Linked DNA regions of Sus scrofa: all the other regions are linked to region 3. A link is a contact called in public HiChIP or PLAC-seq data. All regions are on one chromosome and are shown on one strand. Each heading gives the region's core, a stretch centred on a gene start, on an enhancer-like site or on the middle of the called end of the contact. The rest is flanking DNA. Distances are from core to core; before and after follow the strand shown. Region 1 has its middle 10 kb from the start of ICAM1. Region 2 overlaps LOC110259341 (a long non-coding RNA gene). Region 3 overlaps DNM2 (dynamin-2).

What was found. HiChIP or PLAC-seq counts read pairs in DNA pulled down with a chosen protein or histone mark.
Region 1: a contact with region 3 is called in an H3K27ac HiChIP or PLAC-seq map of alveolar macrophages. The contact joins two enhancer-like sites. A contact is called at or near these places in 1 of 5 promoter capture datasets (fetal liver), 1 of 47 Hi-C or Micro-C datasets (mesenteric adipose tissue) and 1 of 2 datasets of contacts at active chromatin or transcription factors (alveolar macrophages).
Region 2: an H3K27ac HiChIP or PLAC-seq map of alveolar macrophages shows a contact between it and region 3. The contact joins two enhancer-like sites. A contact is called at or near these places in 2 of 47 Hi-C or Micro-C datasets (embryonic fibroblasts and subcutaneous adipose tissue) and 1 of 2 datasets of contacts at active chromatin or transcription factors (alveolar macrophages).

What each region holds. Positions count from the first base shown.
Region 1 is chr2:69,085,337-69,088,612 of Sscrofa11.1, reverse strand. No RefSeq gene overlaps it. Among named protein-coding and RNA genes, the nearest start is that of ICAM1, 10 kb to the left of the region's middle. Within about 2 kb of position 1,437, at least 21 of the 83 cell types and tissues checked have an H3K27ac peak or open chromatin away from gene starts, as enhancers often do. A contact at or near this core is called in alveolar macrophages, where this site is marked.
Region 2 is chr2:69,219,367-69,222,532 of Sscrofa11.1, reverse strand. It overlaps LOC110259341 (a long non-coding RNA gene), which reads right to left. Exons shown (of 3, transcript XR_002341637.1): 2 at 564-671. Among named protein-coding and RNA genes, the nearest start is that of CDC37, 8.0 kb to the right of the region's middle. Within about 2 kb of position 1,277, at least 30 of the 83 cell types and tissues checked have an H3K27ac peak or open chromatin away from gene starts, as enhancers often do. A contact at or near this core is called in alveolar macrophages, where this site is marked.
Region 3 is chr2:69,538,983-69,542,075 of Sscrofa11.1, reverse strand. It overlaps DNM2 (dynamin-2), which reads right to left. Exons shown (of 20, transcript XM_021083818.1): 9 at 1,848-1,915; 10 at 1,102-1,240. Among named protein-coding and RNA genes, the nearest start is that of MIR199A-2, 18 kb to the left of the region's middle. Within about 2 kb of position 1,560, at least 12 of the 83 cell types and tissues checked have an H3K27ac peak or open chromatin away from gene starts, as enhancers often do. A contact at or near this core is called in alveolar macrophages, where this site is marked.

The DNA.
Region 1 (3,276 bases), core at 188-2,687, 450 kb after region 3:
TTGGATTCGTTAAAGACGACGACGTTCTTCCGATTCTCTTAATTTTTTGAGGAACCTCCATGATATTCGGGCCATAGTTTGAATAATATTCCATTGTAAAGGTGTATCACATTTTGTTTATCCCTTTATCAGTGGGTAGATATTTGGGTTGTTTCTACCTTTTGGCTATTGTTAATCATGCTGCTATGTGTTTTTTTGTTTTGTTTTTTGTTTTTGTTTTTGTTTTTGTTTTACTTTTTAGGGCTGCACCTGCACCATATAGAAGTTCCCAGGCTAGGGGTCAAATGGGAGCTATAGATGCCACCCTACACCACAGCCACAGCAATGCCAGATCCGAGCCATATCTGCGATGTACACCACAATTCCAGCAATGCTGAACCCTTAATCCACTGAGCGAGACCAGGGATCAAACTCTCATCATCATGGATACTATTGAGGCTTGTTACCACTGAGCCACAATGGGAACTTTCCATGAGCACGATTTTGTACAAACATGTTTTCAGTTCTTTGGGGTATATAACTAAGAGTGGAATTGTTGAGTCACATGCTAATTCCATGTTTAACTTTTTGAGAGACCGCCAGACTATTTTCCACAGCAGCTGTACCATGTTGCAGTCCCACCAGCAAGGTACAAAGATTCTGGGATTTCAATTTCTCCACATCCTGGCCAAAATGTATTTAATTATTTATTTATTTTTCTTTTTATGGCCACACCTGCAGCACATGGAAGTTCCCAGGCTAGGGGTCTAAACGGAGCTGCAGCTACACCTACACCACAGCCACAGCAGCTCGGGATCCCAGCCACATCTTCCACCTACATCAGAGTTTATTGCAATGCCAGATTCTTAACCTCTGGAGTGGGGCCAGGGATGGAACCCGAAACCTCATTGACACTATGTTGGGTCAACGGGAACTCTTGCTAGCCAAAATTAATTTTGCTCTAATATTACTATGATTGCCCCCCAATGCGTGGGAAGTGGTATCTCATTATGGTTCCCCAGTCCTTCTGACCTGTCCAGTTGACAAGCCCAGTAGAGTCCTGCAGCTGCTGGGGGTGTGCACAGACCAGCAAGTGCTTGATGGGATGTGGTCAAGTTGCCGAGAGCACCTGCCACAAGCTCTGACCTTGAGCAAGTCACTTCTCCTAGCAGAATCTTGATGGCCTCAGCTATAGAATGGGAGGGTAACACAAACCTCAAAGGGTGGGCTTGAGGAGTTTCCACTGTGGCACGGGGGGTTAAGGACCTGATGTTGCTGCAGATGTGGCATGGGTTGCAGCTGTGGTTCAGATTAGATCTTTGGCCAAAAAATAAAAGAGGGTGGGTGGGTATGAGTTTTCAATAAGGCCATTGCTGTTCAGGGAGAAGAGACAGTAGGAGTTACAGTGTGTCTGCTTCCTTAGAACTAGGCAGGAATTCACACTTCCTCCTGCATTCCCACAGATGAGTTCATTCTAGCCTCATGGTTCCGCATCACAGCCCTTGGGTGTAAAGCAAAACTTCATGACGTTTGGATGTTGATAAAAACATAACTTGGCTTCTCCCTCCGCTCTTTGAATGTTTATTCTGTGGTGGACTCTGCCCTGGCTGAGAATTCTGCCTGGGACTCAGGCCCAAATCAATATCATGTGCAAACTGCTGATCTCGACTTGGTGTTGGCTGGGAGCCCCGGGTCGGGCCTCTCCAGGCTGGAGGCCTTGGTAGAGGAAGAAGGGCTTGTTCCCTTCGCTTCCTCCCATGGGCGCTTGAGTCCCTCCTGCCCAGGTGCAGGGAGGAGGGGACAGGGCAGCTCCCCCTTGGCAGGTGGCTTTGCCCCCTTTGGATGCCCCAGGAGTGTGGTTAAGTATTTTAGGGGGCTCTCTGGGGCTTCCTCTTTCCTGGGGACCCCTTTGCTGGGATGGAGTCATCTTTGATTTGGCTTGTGGCTCTTCCCTCAGTCCTTGGGGTCAGGTCCTACACTCTCTTCCCTCCCAGTGGGCCACCAATAAGCGGCCACCCTGATGCCACCATCAGAGCCACCTGCCTCTCACCCTCTGGGTCTCCTGGGGGTCAGATCCCATTCCCTTGGCTCACTTGATTTTTTTTTTTTCACTTTTTAAGGCTGAACATACAGCATATGGCATTTCCCAGGCTAGGGGTCGAATCTAAGCTGCAGCTGCCGGCCTACACCACAACCACAGCACCGCAAGATCCAAGCCGAGTCTGCAAAGTACACCACAGCTCACAGCAACACTGAATCCTTAACCCACTGAGCAATGCCAGGGATCAAACCGGCGTCCTCATGGATACTAGTTGGGTTTGTAACCTGCTGAGTCACAATGGGAACTCCCTCACTTGAGCTTTCCTAAGCCTAAATCATCCTGAGTCCTGGATGTCCTGCCTTCAGAGATAGCTTTCAAAAGCTGTGAAGTCCCCTTCCTCTCGGGGTTTACCCATGGCCCAAGAGGGTGTGATGGGATTGGCAAGTAGCAACAACTCCCCTGAAGAAATGTCTCCACTCGCCTTTCTCTCTTTGGCTGCACCTGCAGAACTACTTTGGAGGTTCTGGGGCCAGATTGAACCTATGCCACAGCATCGACCCAATTGCCGCCACTGTCACTGCTGCAGTGACAACACTGGATCCTTAACCCACTGCGCCATGAGAGAACTCCCTCTCTCTCTCTCTTTTTTTTTTAAAAGAAGGCTTTAACAAAAACAGACTCACAGACATGCGGAACAGACCTGTGGTTGCCAAGAGGGAGGGGGAAGCAGGTGGGATATATGGGGAGTTTGGGGTTAGCAGATGCAAACTACTATATTTAGAATGGAAAAGCCAATGAGGTCCTGCTGTATAGCACAGGGATAGAATATGGTAGAAGACAGAATGAAAAAAAGAAGGTATAGGAGTTCCCGTCGTGACTCAGTGGTTAACGAATCCAACTAGGAACCATGAGGTTGTGGGTTTGATCCCTGGCCTCACTCAGTGGGTTAAGGATCCGGCTTGCCATGAGCTGTGGTGTAGGTTGCAGACATGGGTAGGATCTGGCGTTGCTGTGGCTGTGGTGTAGGCCGGCAACTGTAGCTCCAATTAGACCCCTAGCCTGGGAAACTCCACATGCTGTGGGTGCAGCCCTAGAAAAGGCAAAAAGAAAAAAAAAAATATATATATATATATATGACTGGGTCATTCTGCTGTACAGCAGAAATCGACACAACATTGCAAAAAATAAAGAAGTTCCTGCAGTGGCACAGCAGGATCAGTGGCGTCTTGGGAGAACTGGGACATGGGTCTGATCTC
Region 2 (3,166 bases), core at 28-2,527, 320 kb after region 3:
GTGGCTGATGGGGATACAGGCTCCTTTGTCCCTCTCACTCTTAGCCACTCGCTAATCCCTCCCACAGAGGGTGCCTTCTCGGCTCTTACATCTGAAGGATGCCTATTCTCAGCCATACATTTGGTGGGGCTCCCTTTTGATGTCCCAGTCCTGGGGATCTGGGCCCTCATGCCTTTACTCCGTCCCTCACTGCATAACCCCTCTAACATGTCACCACCCTCCAAGTCTATGCAGCCTCTTCTTGGCTTCAATGTCTGTGACCCCCCCCCTTCCCTTACATCTGAGACCCTTAAGACCTCACACTCAGCACAGCCCCCCTCCACCCTACAATCCTCTTCCTATTTGGAAAGTCCCTTGGAAGACCCTGCCTTCTACTCCTCGGCTGAGAGCCTCTTAATCTGGGCAGCAGAAGAATAATGAAGTCAAGGGAGTAAACTGAGGCATCGGGGAAGCCTGAGGAAGCGCAACCAGGCCTAGTGGGCAGCCGTGTTCAGTAGGTGCCGCCCCACGGACCACCACCGCAGCCCAAAGCCCGCCCCTATCCCGGGCCCCGCCCCTCGCACCTCGTCCTGGGTCCAGGCCACTGACAGGACACTGCAACTCCTCTTCATCCCTCCAAACTAGCGCGCCTTAGGGGCTTCAGAGGCCATGTTGGCCGGGACCAGCGCCTCCTGCAGGACCAGGCCGAAGGCATCCGCCATTAACGCCCTGGAGCTCCCCCTGCCGGCTGAGCATGAAATCCGCCCCCGCTCCTTGCCAATTGCCTCTCCCGGGGCGTTACGTCAGCAGGTGGCTGACGCACTGCCTGTCGGTGACGTCGCACGCCTGTTGCCAGAACGATAGCTGACGCACGGCTGGGCTGTGGACAGCGTCAATGCCGGGATTGGCCACTGGGGGGCCGGGAGCCTCGGGCCCGGGTCGCCCCAGCCCCCAGCTGTCCTCCCGCGGGGGCTTCCCCAGCCTGGGGATCCCTCAAAGAAGACGCGGAGCTCCCGGAGCCGACCGCGTGTGGCGCGTGGTCCGAGCCGGGGGCCGGAGGAAGCCTCTCCTCCGAGCTGTTGGGCTTTTATGCCAAAACCCGAAATAGCTCCGAGGTGCGGGGGCCGGGCGCAGCGAGACGGCGGCTTGGGCACAGATGGGGGACGCACAAGCAGAGGCGCGCGGAGACAGACAGGGACGCGTGGAAATAGAAACAGACAGACAGGGACACAGACGCAACTCCCGATGATGAGTGCGCTCTGCGGCCGGCGATCCCTGGCTAAAAGCTTGGGGGAGGGGAAGGATGGCTCACTGCGCCTTCACACCCAGGCGCTGCAAGTCATTGCTGTGTGACCATAGGCCAATGACTTAAACTTTCTGAGCCTCGGTTTCACCTCTGTGAAATGGAATGGTAATCCTTACAGGTTCTTTATGAGAATAAAATGATATTATACCATATTGAATGCTCGCAGAACAGCGTCCTGAACTCAGTAAGTGCTTAATAGATGCTATTGACATTTGAGCCTGTGGGAGCCTGTTAGAACCCAAGTCGGATCCTTTCCCTCTTCTGCTCAGAGCTCTCCATGGCTTTCACCTTACTCAGAGAAGTCAAAGTCCTCAAGAAGAGGCCCACACGGTTCACCCTGATGTATTCAGTCACCTACCTATTCTCATCTCCTCCCACTCTCGTGGCTCACTCTGCTCTGTCTACACGGGTCTCTTGGTTGTTTCTGGACACACCAGGCACAATCTAGTCTCAGGGGCTTTGCACTTGCTGTTCTTTCTGCCTAGAACTCTGTTCTCTTAAATAGCCACAAGTCCTTTACATCCTCCCGGCCTTTGTGCACATCTCACCTTCCCAGGCATCTCTGGTGGCAATTCTCTTCACCCCAATTCTGTTTAAAATTGCTAGCCCCTCAGGATTCCTTGAACCCCTTTATCCTGCTCTATTTTTCTACAGCATTCATCATTTCATAACATACTATGAAATTTACCTATTGCATGTATTGTCTGTCTTGTCCCATAGTAGAATATCAACTGCAGGAGAACACAAATATTTTATCTTTTTGGTTTTTTTTTTTTGCTTTTTTTTTTTTTTTTTTTAGGGCTGGACCTGTGGGCATATGGAAGTTCCCAGGCTAGGAGTTGAATTGGAGCTGGAACTGCTGGCCTATTACCACAGCCACGTTAACACCACATCCAAGCCTCATCTGCAACCTACACTACAGCTCACAACAACACTGGATCCTTAACCCACTGAGTGAGGCCAGGGATCAAACCCACGTCCTCATGGATACTAGTCGGGTTCCTTACAGCTGAGCCACAATGGGAACTCCCTATCTATTTTATTAATTACTGTATTTCTAGTGCCTAAAACTGAATCTTGAACGTAGTAGGTTCTTATTAAGTGTTTGTCCAATGTCTGTGTCTGGTTATTATTTTGAAGACTCAAGAGCGTACTCATAAAGTTCATAGCAGGTCTACTATGGACTAGCTACTTCACCCCCTACTTTCCCTCTTACTTCTTTTTTTTTACCATATAACACTAGTTAGCACGTCAGTTCAATGTGAACTAGTAGAAGTGAATGTAAACATCATCTCAGCTACCTAGTGCTTAACATCAAGCAAACCTGTGACAGACAATTGTTGAAAAATAGATGAATGATATAAAGATAGCTTAAGGTCATTTTCACTTCTCAGCCAGACTGAACTAGCCTATGTTCTGGGCTCCCACTCATGCTTATTCTGCCCCCATTAAAGCACTCCTCATTTGAGGTTGTGATTATTTGTACTCCCCACTAGAGCTCTGTGAGGGCAAGAGGTGTTACACATTCATCATGCCCCCCCCCCCGTAGTCTCAGTGTATCCTGAATGAATAAATGAAGGAATGGATTAGACACTCAGGGAATAGTGCACCTTCTCCTCTGTATGCAGACAGACACATGTGCTCAGACAGGCAGAGAAAGAGCCATTGCAGTAAGGGCCATGCTTAGGCTCTAGTATTACATTGACAGATCTGCATTCAAACCCCGACTCTGCCACTTATACCTTTGGGCAAGTTGCCTAACCTCTTTAAGCTTCAGTTTCCTTATCTGTAAAATGGGGATAAAGTCCTACCTATCCGAGGAGGTTGTTGTGATGATGAAGTGAAGCAATGCATGTAAGGTTCTGAGCACAGTGCCTGGTT
Region 3 (3,093 bases), core at 311-2,810:
GCGGGACAGGAGACAGAGAGAGAAGAAACGAGAGTCAGCTGGTTAGTGACATGCACGGAGGAGCCTGTGCCCGCATTTGCCCCGGAAGCTGCTTTGGATCAAGAGGCGTCCTGGGTCTGAGGGGTGGGCATGGTCTGGGCTTTAATTACACAAGTGCCATGGGTCAGAGTGGGCATACCGAACAGGTATGGATATAGGGAGGCCTTGAATTTTCTTATATGTGACGATAATGTCCAAACCATCTGGGTTTCTTTCCCCTCCCTCTTCCAATCGAAGAAGCTTAAGAAGCAAATGTGGGCTTTTCCAGACTGAGTACAGAAGGATCAAAGCAGAAATTCTGGCCTTGGAAGGCTGACCCAGAGCTCTACGGCCATGGTGGATGTGCAAGCATAGACCGCCCGCTGGGAAGCACTTCAGCTGCTCGGCCAAAGCGTGCTGCCCTGGGAGCCAGGCCCGCGGGGAAGCTGGTATGTCCTGCCATGTGGAGGCAGTGGCCTGTGAACACTGGCACACAGGTGACTGTGACCTAGGGGAATCAGAGGACGGGCTGCCTAGGGGGACAACCCTGCCCCTGGGGCGGTGCTGGGGAGCTGGCAGAGGCCATTAGGGGCCAAGCCAGACAGAGCACTCATTATGCTGTTGGCATTCGGGCTTTCTCGGCGCCTCGGGGACAGAGAAGTGGCTGACTGGGGAGTGCTTAAAGCACCACACCTTTGTCAAGAAGGGGTGATGGGCAGGGAGGTGTAGGGAGCTTGGCCTCCAGGAGGTGACACAAGGTCCCTCTCTGCTACCCAGAAGACAGCAAAGCGACAGCGCGACGAAACCCCCATCCAATACATGCTAAGCTTGGTATCAAGGTCCCAGGGCGCCCTGCCCACCAGTCTGGAATCTGGAGGTCTGGCACCCCCGGTTGCACCCAGGCCGAAACGCGCCCGCCCCAGCCTCTGGGAAGAGGCCACGTTCTTGGACACCGAGGCAATCTGGGAAGGAGAGGTGAGGGGACCAGCAGGGCAAAGGCCAAGCAGCACTGGGAGCCTGATACCAAACCCCCGTAGCCCCGTTTCCACAAGGCCAGGAGTCACCCTGCCGAGGGTCCAATACCTTACTGGTACACTGCCTAACTGTATTGATTAGCTCCTGGATAACCAGGTCGACACATTTCAGACAGGGCTCTTTCAGCTTGACGACCTGCTTTTTCACAATGGCCTCGAATGCCAAGTCCGGGGTGAAGAGCCCGGTCCTAAAACCATCCGTACCCGGGGGCAGGGGAGATAAGTCAGAGAGAAACAAAGCACGGTCAGCAATTTCACAGGCACAGGCCGGTTCCCGAGAAAGCCAAGGTCACAGCAAGTCTGGGGGGGTCAGACGCTTGCATCCACTACCTGGAACCCCCCGGGGTGATCTGAGGACCCCTTGGCAACAAGAGACTGGAGGCCGGGAGCCATGATTTTTGCCGGAACAGGGTGGGGACCCAGGAGGCTCATGGGGCACCGGTGGGTTCCTGTAATAGTGACTCAGCTCCCTTCCATTCCCCGCCCCCCAGGGCAAATCTGCAGTGAGTTTTCTTACTTCCTGACCACAGTGACTGGGAGGTTTAACCAATGTTTAACCCAAGAGCAGTGGACAGCCCAAGGGGATACAAGAGATCCACACAGAACTACTCACATACACACTTGAGTGAACTTGGAGACCAGAGGGAGAGACTGACAGCTACTGCAAATCACTCTGGAGCCCTTTCCAGGTCTCACAATCAATCGGGGCACCCAGAGGTTTGGGGGGGCACTGACTGGCTGCAGGGTGGCACCATGGAAATGATGGGAACATGGTGACTCATGAATGGAACTTGCCTGACTCCATGGATGTTCTTAATGGCATAGCTGATCTCCCGTCTTAAGTCCTTCTCATCAAACTCCATCTGAGAACAGACAAACCAAACACATGCAAGGAGCTACCTAGGCACCCCCGACAATAGGTCTCTAGTGGGGGGAGTGTGATCTCCTGTGTCCTGTTTGCATTCACCTGGCAGAATATTTAACTGGTCAAAAATTTTTAAAAATATTAAAACTCAGTTTCAACAAAGATGTTCTGAAACAAACACTCTTGCTCTCTTGGAAGGAAAATCAATTCATATCAACTTTCTTCTGGGCTACTACTCAGCAATATAAATCGAGAACATCTAAAAAACATACCTGTGAGTTCCTGTCGTGGTGCAGTGGTTAACGAATCTGACTAGGAACCATGAGGTTGTGGGTTCAGTCCCTGCCCTTGCTCAGTGGGTTAACGATCCGGCGTTGCCGTGAGCTGTGGTGTAGGTTGCAGACACGGCTCGGATCCCATGTTGCTGTGGCTCTGGTGTAGGCTGGCAGCTACAGCTCCGATTAGACCCCTAGCCTGGGAACCTCCATATGCCGAGGGAGCGGCCCAAGAAATGGCAAAAAGACAAAAAAAATAAAATAAAATAAAAAATAAATAAAAAATAAAAAACATGTTGCAACAGAAGAAAGGCTGGGGGAAAAATGTAATTGTAATGTATACATGTAAGGATAACCTGACCCCCTTGCTGTACAGTGGGAAAATAAAATAAATAAATAAATAAAAAATAAAAAAATAAAAAACATACCTGAACTGTCACCTGGTAGTTTTAAGTGATCTAAAATTTATCTTGAGGAATTAATCAAGAATTAGCTACATTCCTGTAGCTAAAACCATCCATAAACGCTAAAATGTTCAAACAACCTAAATGCCCAACAATGGAAGACTGGTTAAATGCACAATGGGATATCCATAAAATAAGACAGTGTTTTGCCACTGACAACACATGAAATGCATATACTACAAATCAAAGAAAAAAAGTGTCCAAAGACACATAATTTGTTTTTTAAAAAATATATATGCACACATTAATATGGATGACTTTATGTGCTATGTTTGTGGATACAGGGAGGTTTTTTGCCTGCATTTGCACAGAAATAATTCTCAAAGGACACATTCAGGTGCTGCTAAGAGGCACTGCCTGTGGCTACTAGGATTACGGAGGTTTTTCTCCTTTTAGCTTTTTTTCTCCTATTGAAAAGAACTTTACTGATTTTTACA